Linked DNA regions of Anas platyrhynchos: region 2 is linked to region 1. A link is a contact called in public Hi-C data. All regions are on one chromosome and are shown on one strand. Each heading gives the region's core, a stretch centred on a gene start, on an enhancer-like site or on the middle of the called end of the contact. The rest is flanking DNA. Distances are from core to core; before and after follow the strand shown.

Region 1 (4,734 bases), core at 1,203-3,702:
GCGGCCGCAGCGGGAACAGCGCTGCAACGAGATGGAGGCGATTAAAAAAAGCTCCTGTATATAAGGAGAGTGGTGTTTTATATATTAGAGATGCGCATAAATATGTTTTAATATAAAATGTATAGGTAGAGGTAGAAACAGAACGACCTCTATGAACATAAAAGCTGTATGGGGAGAGCCAGGGAGAGCCAGGGATGGGCCGAGGAGCTCCGAGGGGCAGGAGCAGCCCGTGGGCAGCCTTGCCAGGCCCCCCCGCAGCCGCCCCCTATCTCCGAGATGCTCCTGGCCCGGGACCGGCGGGCTGCAGCAGCGCCTCGGGGTTAGCCCGTCTATCTCCGCAAGAAACTCGAATAACTCTTTTCCACCTCTCCTTTGTCGTCCTCGTAGGGAGGAAAAAAAAAAAAAAAGTCCTTCGAGACTCTATTCAAAAAAAAAAAAAAAGCATCTCTCCAGCCTGCACAGTTCATTCGCCTCCTTCTCGAGTCCCTCGGAAAGCAAGATTAAAGGGGAAAGTCGCAGCTGTATATTTATGTTTTCATTGCTAGAAGGGAATTGATTTCCTTGCATTTATTTTTGTAGTTGCAATACACAAGGGCGGATTTGCGTCACCAAAGCAACTTGCTGGTCGAGATAAAGTTGCACAAATATTGAAAAGGGAAGTGCTCGCGCTCATTATGAAGTTTTTCTCCGGAAGAAATAAGGATTTCTGCTGTATCCTAAAATACTGAAGCCGCTTCTATTTTAGGACAAATCTCGCAGGCACATCCGCTCATTTAGTCCGGGTTGGAACCTCTCAAAAAAAACAGGAGATGACCTGGGCTGCAGCGAGCCCCGGGTTTCCTGCAGCCTTCTCGTTCCTTGCTCGGGGAGGAGGCGCCGCCGTTGTCATTGCCGCGGAGCCCTGCGAGCCCCGGGCCCGGGGAAGGGAGCGGGGAGGCCGGCAGGGCCTCCGGGGAGAAGGCTCGGCCCTGCCCGGGGAGGCCGCGGGGGGAGCAAGACGGGGCCGCGGAAGATGCGCGGGTCCCGAGGCGGCGCGCACCTGCCCGCGGGGGGCTCTGAAATAAACTCTTGGGAAAAAAAAACGGGGGGAAAATATATAAAAATACCACCTGAACACTTTTTTTTTTCCCGCCCTGGAGAGCATCCCCGGGGTGGTGTGACAGCGACAGCAGCAGCGGTGGCACCGGGAATGGGAATTTGGCGAGGCGCAGCTGGGGCGCGGTGGGAACGGCGCAGTTCGTTGCCCTTCCGTGCAGCGGGCCGGTGGCACGGCTTCGCCTCGCCGTGGAAACGCAAGTGAAAGCGGAGTCGTTTGATCCGGTTTGAAACCAGCAGAGCCGCTCTGGGGTCATCTGCACAAGGGGAGTAAGGGGAGACGCAAGGAAAAGTGGCTTCCCCTGTCGAGGCAGGAAAAGTTCAAAGCTAACCTACCCTTTCTTTCACCTTGTTTTCGGACACGTCTTGGCAAGCCGTTGCCTCGTTATTTTTCGGTTTAATATCGCTAACAAAAACCAAACCAAACCAAAGCCGTGCCTGGGCTTTCCTGAGGGACGGGCTTCGCCTTTACACGTGCCCACGGACACGCTGGCATTTGCCTTAGAAATGTGCTCACGCTCGATTACAGGTGGTTTCAATATCCCCCCAAAATCTACATCTTCATACCTGGCGAAAGGAAAATAGTTTGGCTTTCTGGCGGTTCCCTGGAAAAGGCTCCGAATTTTAGAAGCTATGTAAAAAAAAAATAAAAGTATTTTTTGAAACAAAACCAAAACAAACCTGCAATCGTCTGACCCGGGAGCTTGTTCACAACGGCAGCTATGGGCTTACACGGCCCCGGCTGGGGAAACTACGACTTAAAAAAATGCTGTTGTTGTGTTTTGTTTTGTTTTGTTTTGTTTTCTCCCTTTCCCGGAGTCAGGTAGGGACAGATATGGATGTTGGAGGGAAGGAAAAGCACGAAATAAGCATTGATATGTTTGTCCCTAAAACATTCTAGCGAATATAGTTATGGTTGTATTCTTAAAAAAAATAAAAAAAAATATAAAAAATGGGGGTAATTCGGTTGTCAAAGTTGCACAAAATTACGAACTGGTCTTTACGGTGGAAGGGGTGTGCGAACAGATCGGGTGGAGAGCATAGAAAAAAATCAATAAAGGTGCTTGCCGACACGACCCAATTTATTAGGCACTGCTAACGCAGGACCCAACGCGCCCTGGGCCCCGAGCAGCGCGGAGCTCCCCCAAATCCTTCCGTTGCGAGCGTGATCACTGCACACCCATTTCGCTGCCGCCCGGCCGAGGCTCATTTATGCCGGGAGGAAACGTGGTGCACCGGGAAGCATTTCCAGCCTCCGGCTGCGGCTCCGTTTCTCCGCGCTGGGAACCACGGCGCGGGGGGCAGGCGCTGCGCGGAGCAGCGGGGGGGCTCCCCCTCGGGGCGCTCCCCGACGGGCGCACACCTTGCGGGCCGGGCCGGGCCGGGCCGGGGGCACACGGAGCGCGGCACTTGCGGGACTCGGCACGGCTCGGCCCGGCTCGGCACGGCCCAGCAGGGCTCGGCACGGCTCGGCCCGGCCCGGCCCGGCCCGGGGCGTGTCTGCGGGCGGCGCGTCCCGGCCCCGCGGAGCGCGGATTGGGCGCGTTGTGCCGGGGGGCGGTGGGAGCGAGGGCTGCGGCGCGGCCGGGAGCGGCTGCCAGAGAAAGTTTGGGGAGGGGTGGATTTTTTCCCCAGTGCGAGGAAGGGGGTTTGTTTTGTTTTGTTTGCGCAGCTCCTCTCCCGCGCTCGCCCGCTCGCTCTCCCTCTCGCCGTTGGTTTTGGGGACTTCTTCCTTTTTTTTTTTTTTTTTTCAGCTTTTTTTTTGACTTCTTAATTTTTTTAGATTTTTTTTTCCTGCCCCTTCGGCAAGTGCTCCGGCCGCCGCCGCCGCCTCCCGCCCCGCCATCCCTCCCCATGCTCCCGGGGCGGCGGGCAGCTCCGCGCCGCGCTCCCGGCAGCTGAGCGGCGTCCCCCGGCGGGGAGAAGAGCCCGTGCTCGGCGGCCGCCAGGATGTACACGGCCGGCCTGGCCCCCTTCTACGCCTCCAACTTCAGCCTCTGGTCAGCGGCGTACTGCTCGGCGTCGGGGCCCGGCGCCGGCGGCTGCTTCCCTCTGGACGCCGCCGCGGCCAAGAAGCCGTCCTTCTGCATCGCCGACATCCTCCACGCCGGCGGCGAGGCGGCGGCCGGCCCTGCCGAGAGCCTGCCCGGCGGCCCCGGGGCCGGGCTGCCGGCGGCGCTGGGCGCCGTCCACCACGGCGGCCCCTTCCACGCCGCCGCCTCGCCGCTGCGGCCCACGCCCGTCGTGGCCCCCGACGCCCCGTCCGCCGCCGCCTTCCCGCAGCGCCTCTCGCCGCTCTCGGCCGCCTTCCACCCCCCGCACCACCACCACCGGCCCCCGCAGCACCGCTCCCCGGCGGCGGCGGCGGCTGCTGCGGCGGCGGGGGGCGGCGGGGCTCCGGCCCCCGGCCGGGTGCCGGGGGGCCACACGCACGGCTCGGCGCCGGCGCCCGCCAGCAAGGACCTGAAATTCGGCATCGACCGCATCTTGTCGGCGGAGTTCGACCCCAAAGTGAAGGAAGGCAACACGCTGAGAGGTAGAGAAATCGGCTCGGCGCGGCTTTTGGGGGGGCTTTAAGCGGCCGCGGGGCCCCGCGGCTCGCCCCCCTGTGCGAACCGGCCGAGAGAAGCGTCAGCGGTGTGAGGACGAGTTTTTAATGCCCCCCCCAAAACCCCCCGAAACAGCCCCCGGCCCCGCGCTGCGCCGCTCCGCAAAATAGCGATAGCGTAAAAATAGCTGAACCGGCCGGTGCCGGCCTCCCCGGCCCGGCCCGGGCTTTTCGTGGGCCGCCAGGGCCGGTTTTAAAGGCTTTGGCTGCCATCAATCTCCCCTCGCAGCGCGTAAACATCCTGACAGAGCAGCCACCGGAGGGGAGGATGTCCGAGCGCCGGGGCCCCGCCGCGCCCCCCGAGCCGAGGCAGGGCGAGCCCCGCCGGGGTCCCGCGGCGTGCCGGGCTGGGGGGCTCGACCGCGGTGTAACGGAGCTGTGCTTGTTCTGTGCTCGCAGATCTCACCTCCTTATTAACCGCCAGCCGCCAAAGCGGGGTTCATCTCCCCAGCTTGCAGCCTTCCGCCAGCCAGTTCTTCGCGTCTCTAGACCCCATTAACGAGGCCTCTGCTCTTCTGGGTCCCTTAAACACAACCCCAAGGAGCTCAGTTCAGCACCAGTTTCAAGACACTTTTCCAGGTACATCCCGTCCCCCCCCGTCCGTCCCGGAGCGGCCCCCGGGCCCGAAGGGGCTCGCCGGGCGCTTGGAAACGCCAGGACATTTTCTTTTTTCTTTTTCTTTTTTTTTATTTTTTTCCACGATTTTATTTTTTCTAGCGAGGCTCAGGCTTGGTGCATTTCGTGGGGGGAGGCAGAGCGGCTAGGGCCTGACACAGAGGTTCCCCCCGGCCAGTCAGAAAGAATACCTGGGCCTGGAGAGAAGGGGCTGGGGAGGGGGGAGGGAGAGGGAAACACGGACTAAAATCCGTGCTGTTCGTGTCGGAGGGACCGCAGGCCTGCTTGTAGGACTCGTAGGCTCGGGCCTTCCCTGCCCCTGTCTCCTTCGAGCCCCTCGTCCCGGCGTCGGTGCTAACCGGGCCGCCCCCCGGCCCGTGTCTCCTTGCCCCCGCAGGTCCGTACGCGGTGCTAAC
Region 2 (4,734 bases), core at 1,591-4,090, 170 kb after region 1:
ACATGTGAAAAGGTCTTGAACCTTAAAGAAACAAAACTGGATCATTAATATGCTGGGGATCCCCACAGTTTAAGCAGTGGTACTAGTTCATAAACACAGCTGCAACCAAACCTGGGTCTGGCTGCACACATTCTGTATTGATAGGCCTAAATGGCAGCTCTCGAGAGCTATCTTTGGGCTTCGAGTTCCACACCAATCCATCTCTAATATGACAATGTTGGTAGGATCTGAAGTTAAGAGAGAGATTTAAATTTTAAGTAAGTCTTTGGGAATGACGTTTTTTTTGCAGTCTTGCAGGGTTCATGGCCTCTTTGAGTGTCTTTGAGCCTTGGCTCTAAGTTAGAGGACTCCCAAAACCAGCTCTGTCACACTACCCAACATTGGGAAAGGATCTGATTGAGGGCAAAAAGGAGTTTAAATCCCTCTGAGGATGGTGGTGTGGTGATGCGGGATGCATCTGAGGAGCTAGTCTTCTTCCTACAAATTTTAACCAGGCTATGTCTGTGGTCATTGTCATCAGCAAAACACCTTACAGAGTGCTTATAAAAGCACCTGGCCTGCTGAAGGTGACAGAAAGAGTCCTAAAAGGCACAGGAGGGCTTGGAAAGCAATGCAATTATTTTCTTTTGTGCTATACAGACCATAGGCCTTACTGTCTGTAATTCTGCCAAGGCTCCACGTTGCCCCAGTGAAGTTCCCCTTCAGGCCTCTCTTTTCAGTGCTTGTGCTTCAGATAGCACTGAAGCAGCAGCCAGAAGCCTACCAAAAGTGAAAGCCTTCCTTTTTGCTGTGAAAGGAAACAAAATGACCTGTATTTCACTGCACAGATTCTCCTCACAGTGCTTACACTGAATTTTAACAGCAAACACTATTGTCCCACTGAGACAGCCAAGTGGCTCTGGAGGAGATGGTGAGACCGTGGTGCTCTGTGGCAGCACCTGTCTCTGCTCCTTACAGCCCCTGGGTGCTGAGAGAAACTGGAGAGGCTTTTGGAGATCAACACTATCCTACGAGTAGCTGCTGTGGTAGTCTGTGACTGACAACACTGCACGAATGGGCTCTGCCAGATCTGTTAGTGATTACAGGTGCCCTTGGCAAGAGGAAGCAAGCAAGGATAAATTTGCATGGCCAACTTCTAAGGAGTTACTGAGGCACACACATTACAACCCACTCCATACCTCCCCCCCCCATTACACAGCCATTTTTATGAAGTGAGAAGTGGTTTGAGTCAAAATAAGATGAAACAAACTTGTGACATTTTAGTGACTGGAATCCATTCCTTTTTCTGCAAACCCAGTGGAAACTTTCTACAGCTTCATTATTAATGCATTTGTGAAAAAAAGCTGTTTGACAACTTACTGCCTGACCATTTCCTACTGTGATACACTGACACAGCTCTAACCAATAGTTTCATAGGATGGAAACTGGAAGTCCTTTTAATACTCAAGATTTACCTCTTTTGGTTCAAGATTCTTAAAGATAAGTATAGGATGGAGTTGTTACATCATATATCCTCTATATCCTCCATTTCAGTTCTAAATCACTGCAGGAAACAAGTAGAAAACATCGTGGAGATACTGGACCTTATATGTAACACCAAGAAGCAGATATGTTTTCCTTCCCATGAAGATTTCACCTAAATCAATAAAATATTAGCATTAAAAAAAAAATAATCCTCCCCCCCACCCAAACATTCAAAAGTAACCATAACAAACTAGAAGCTAACTATTGCTTCTCTTTTATGCATAATCATATTTCAAAAAGGATTTGCAGATGGAAAGCCACAAAAGACCACCAGACAGAATGAATGATATCACAAAGAAAGAAACATTCATGCGCTTGTATACACCAACTAAGACCATCACTACAAATCCTCGGATTCCTCTAACCGAAACAAAATGGGAAACAACAGTAGGCTTCTCTGTACTGCACACTTCTGCTTGTCAGAAAATAACAACTGCTTTATGAAGTTATCCTTACAAGCTACATTATTGTGTGTAGTCAATAGTAAATGTAATAAATGGATTCCAGCCAGCATGTCAGTTTTGAACTTTCCCAGATTTGTTAACCCAGTGTCTGGTAGATGACTTGCCATTTGGGGCCTGCTGTAGTGAATATTTTCCATGTGCTGGGTGCTTCAAGCAGCGGTGTGAACTTTGGGCATCTCCTTCACAATCAAAAAGCCATTTTGCTCTTGTTTTAAAATAACTCCTTTCATGAGAACTTTAAAGAGAACAAAACCAGTGTGCAATATCCACCCCTTGGAGCCAAGTTTGCATATGTGTTACCATGGGTTGGAGACATGGAGAAATATATCTTCCACTATTTGTGTTCTCAACTGAGAGTTTTACTGCACTGGGAACATAAACCTGTCTGAGGGAACTGATGTTGGAGAGGAGATTCAAAACATCCAGCCCATCAGGACAACCAGAACTACTGATAGAATCTTCATGGAAGTATAAGTAATAAAATCCCTTAAATCTGTCCAAATGGTGGGCTGGAAAATTCATTAAGTCTTTTGTACCCAAGGAAATAACCAGAAATAGATTCTTTCATCAGCACTGATTTCTCATCCAAAGACAAGCTGGTGTTTCTGTATTTCCTAGTGTTCTCATTCCTAGATAAGGTCACTGTGTCCTCCTCAGCGTTGCAAATCTTTCCCTTCCTAGTAATGGCCTAGGCCAAGTTGCTCTAGCGCTGGCCTTACATGGTGTGGTGGGAGAAAAACTACTTCAGTTCACAGCCATTTGATTCATTGCTGTGGCTTTTAATGAGTGCCAATAGCTCAGATTTTGCAAAGGAAATAGCTGCCTAATATAACTGGCCCTAGGCCACCAACTTGTTTTCAAATAGCACTGCCTAGCCCTGACCATTAGCCAAATCCAAATCCCAGACAGAGGGAGGGGTAAGACTCTGTATTTTACTGTTCATCCCTCATACTGTCCAAGGACTGCTTTTGAGCCATAAAACTATACCTACAAAGGGAACTGGGCAGGGAAACAAGCACACTGTCCAGGACATTGGAAAGGAGGGAATGAGAATGGCCAGTCCAGGAGATTTCGTTCAAAAGGCCAAATGGCAGCTGCAACTCAGGCTATCAAAGTCAGACTGAAACACTGCCATTTGACCTTCCTGCCAGGTGTTACTGAGTCCAAGTGAAAAGCCAAAATGCTGCATAAACTTCTGGCCCTATAGAAGGAAGAGACAACCTTTCTCCTCCAGCTTCTAACCTCAGGGCCAAGGCTCCAGCCTGAGCTCTTGCTTCTGGCTCTGCCATAAGGTCAGTGCGTTACCCCCAAATCCATGGTTTCCCATCACCTCTCCCAGCTCTCTCATGTGCACAGAAGGGACACACTTCCACCCCTGTGTGAGCTGCCTGGAGATGAAGAGCTCAGAAGTCTTACAGAGGTTGCAAGGTTGCTCTCATGCTCCTCTCACACAAAGCAGAAAGCAGGAGGATGCTGAAGCCAGGACTGCAGGACAGGCTAGCATTTCTGATAAATACAATAAAAGCCGCCCAGCAATCAGTAAACAGTGGTATAATTAGCAAATGTTTTTCTATTTACTTCCTTTAATATGCAATAGGGGGAAATGAAATAAAATGTCAAGGACTTCATCAAACAGATGGTTCTGCACTTATTATTTTTCTCTGCTGCATTGTTTGCGTCAACTACTGAAGAAACTCCTTTACGAAGTGTGACTCATGGATTCCTGGGAAGCTGCATTCTCAGCAGGGGGAGGACAGCAGGGGAGGAGAGGAAAGGGGAGGGAAGAGGACTCAGCTCATGAGCTTTTATTAGGAGCATTATTATGTCTCATTAATTAATCTGACCGCCGCTTTAGTGACGTCTCGGTCTCATTTCACAGGAAAAAATTACTCTGGATTGCCAAGTTAAATAGACAATTACAGGAAGACCAAATTATGCCTACATTGCATTCCCTCAGGGCACCAGGCCAAGTTTATGTCAAATCCATAATAACTAGACTACCCTCACTAAAAACAGCTCCTGTGGACATACGTCATGAACCATTTGTAATCTACACAGAGGATGTATTGATCTTCCTTGGGCTTCCTTTCTCATAAACTCATAATAGCAAAGACAGGATTTTCTAAGTATCTAACTCTCTGCTGCACATATGCAGAGCATAAGCTGTGTTAAGTCCAATAAAGCCTAATTAAAGCATAACCATTAGCTGTTTAATTTCCTTTTCCTATCCCAAGGGGCAACTGCCTAGAGAGCAGGAGGAGAAGCTTAGTATGTTTCAGAGGAGGAATTAAAGTAAAAAATATGATTTTTCCCTGAAGAAAGACACACAGGTAAAATCTAGGAGAAGTTTATTTTCACCTGGAGAAAAAAACAAACAACTTTCAAGGTCTGCTCTCAATACAAAACAGATGGAGATCCATATGAAAAGAAGGGTTGTGAACGTATCTGTCCAAGAGAAATGGAACCCCCTTAAAAAAGTAGTTGGCTAGTTGACACCAGAAAGATTTATGCCTTTAAATCCCACTACCACAATTCATTCTCCCACCTGCAACCCTGAGTTCATTATATTCTTTCTTTCATCTTCTATGTGTAGATCTGTCCTTTTCTCCTTGTCCCTGCCTGAGAACGCCCAGCTGGATGTTCCACATTGTCCCCAGTCCCAGTATGATCCCCAAACAGTCCTCCCAGCCCTGGTCCTTTAGAGCTACCTGTCAAACACAAATTTCCTTACTCAAGCCAATGAATG

The links. Hi-C and Micro-C count contacts between places; a contact is called where the count stands out from the background.
Region 2: a contact with region 1 is called in a Hi-C map of skeletal muscle, with 3 times the contacts expected there. The contact joins the enhancer-like site here to the promoter of HLX in region 1. A contact is called at or near these places in 3 of 8 Hi-C or Micro-C datasets (all in skeletal muscle).

The regions. Positions count from the first base shown.
Region 1 is chr3:23,839,246-23,843,979 of IASCAAS_PekinDuck_T2T, forward strand. It overlaps HLX (H2.0 like homeobox), which reads left to right and starts at 2,453. Exons shown (of 3, transcript XM_027453111.3): 1 at 2,453-3,631; 2 at 4,716-4,734. The coding sequence starts at 3,046.
Region 2 is chr3:24,007,146-24,011,879 of IASCAAS_PekinDuck_T2T, forward strand. All of the region lies in intron 1 of LOC106019059 (a long non-coding RNA gene), which reads right to left. Among named protein-coding and RNA genes, the nearest start is that of DUSP10, 130 kb to the right of the region's middle. Within about 2 kb of position 2,841, at least 1 of the 8 cell types and tissues checked has an H3K27ac peak or open chromatin away from gene starts, as enhancers often do.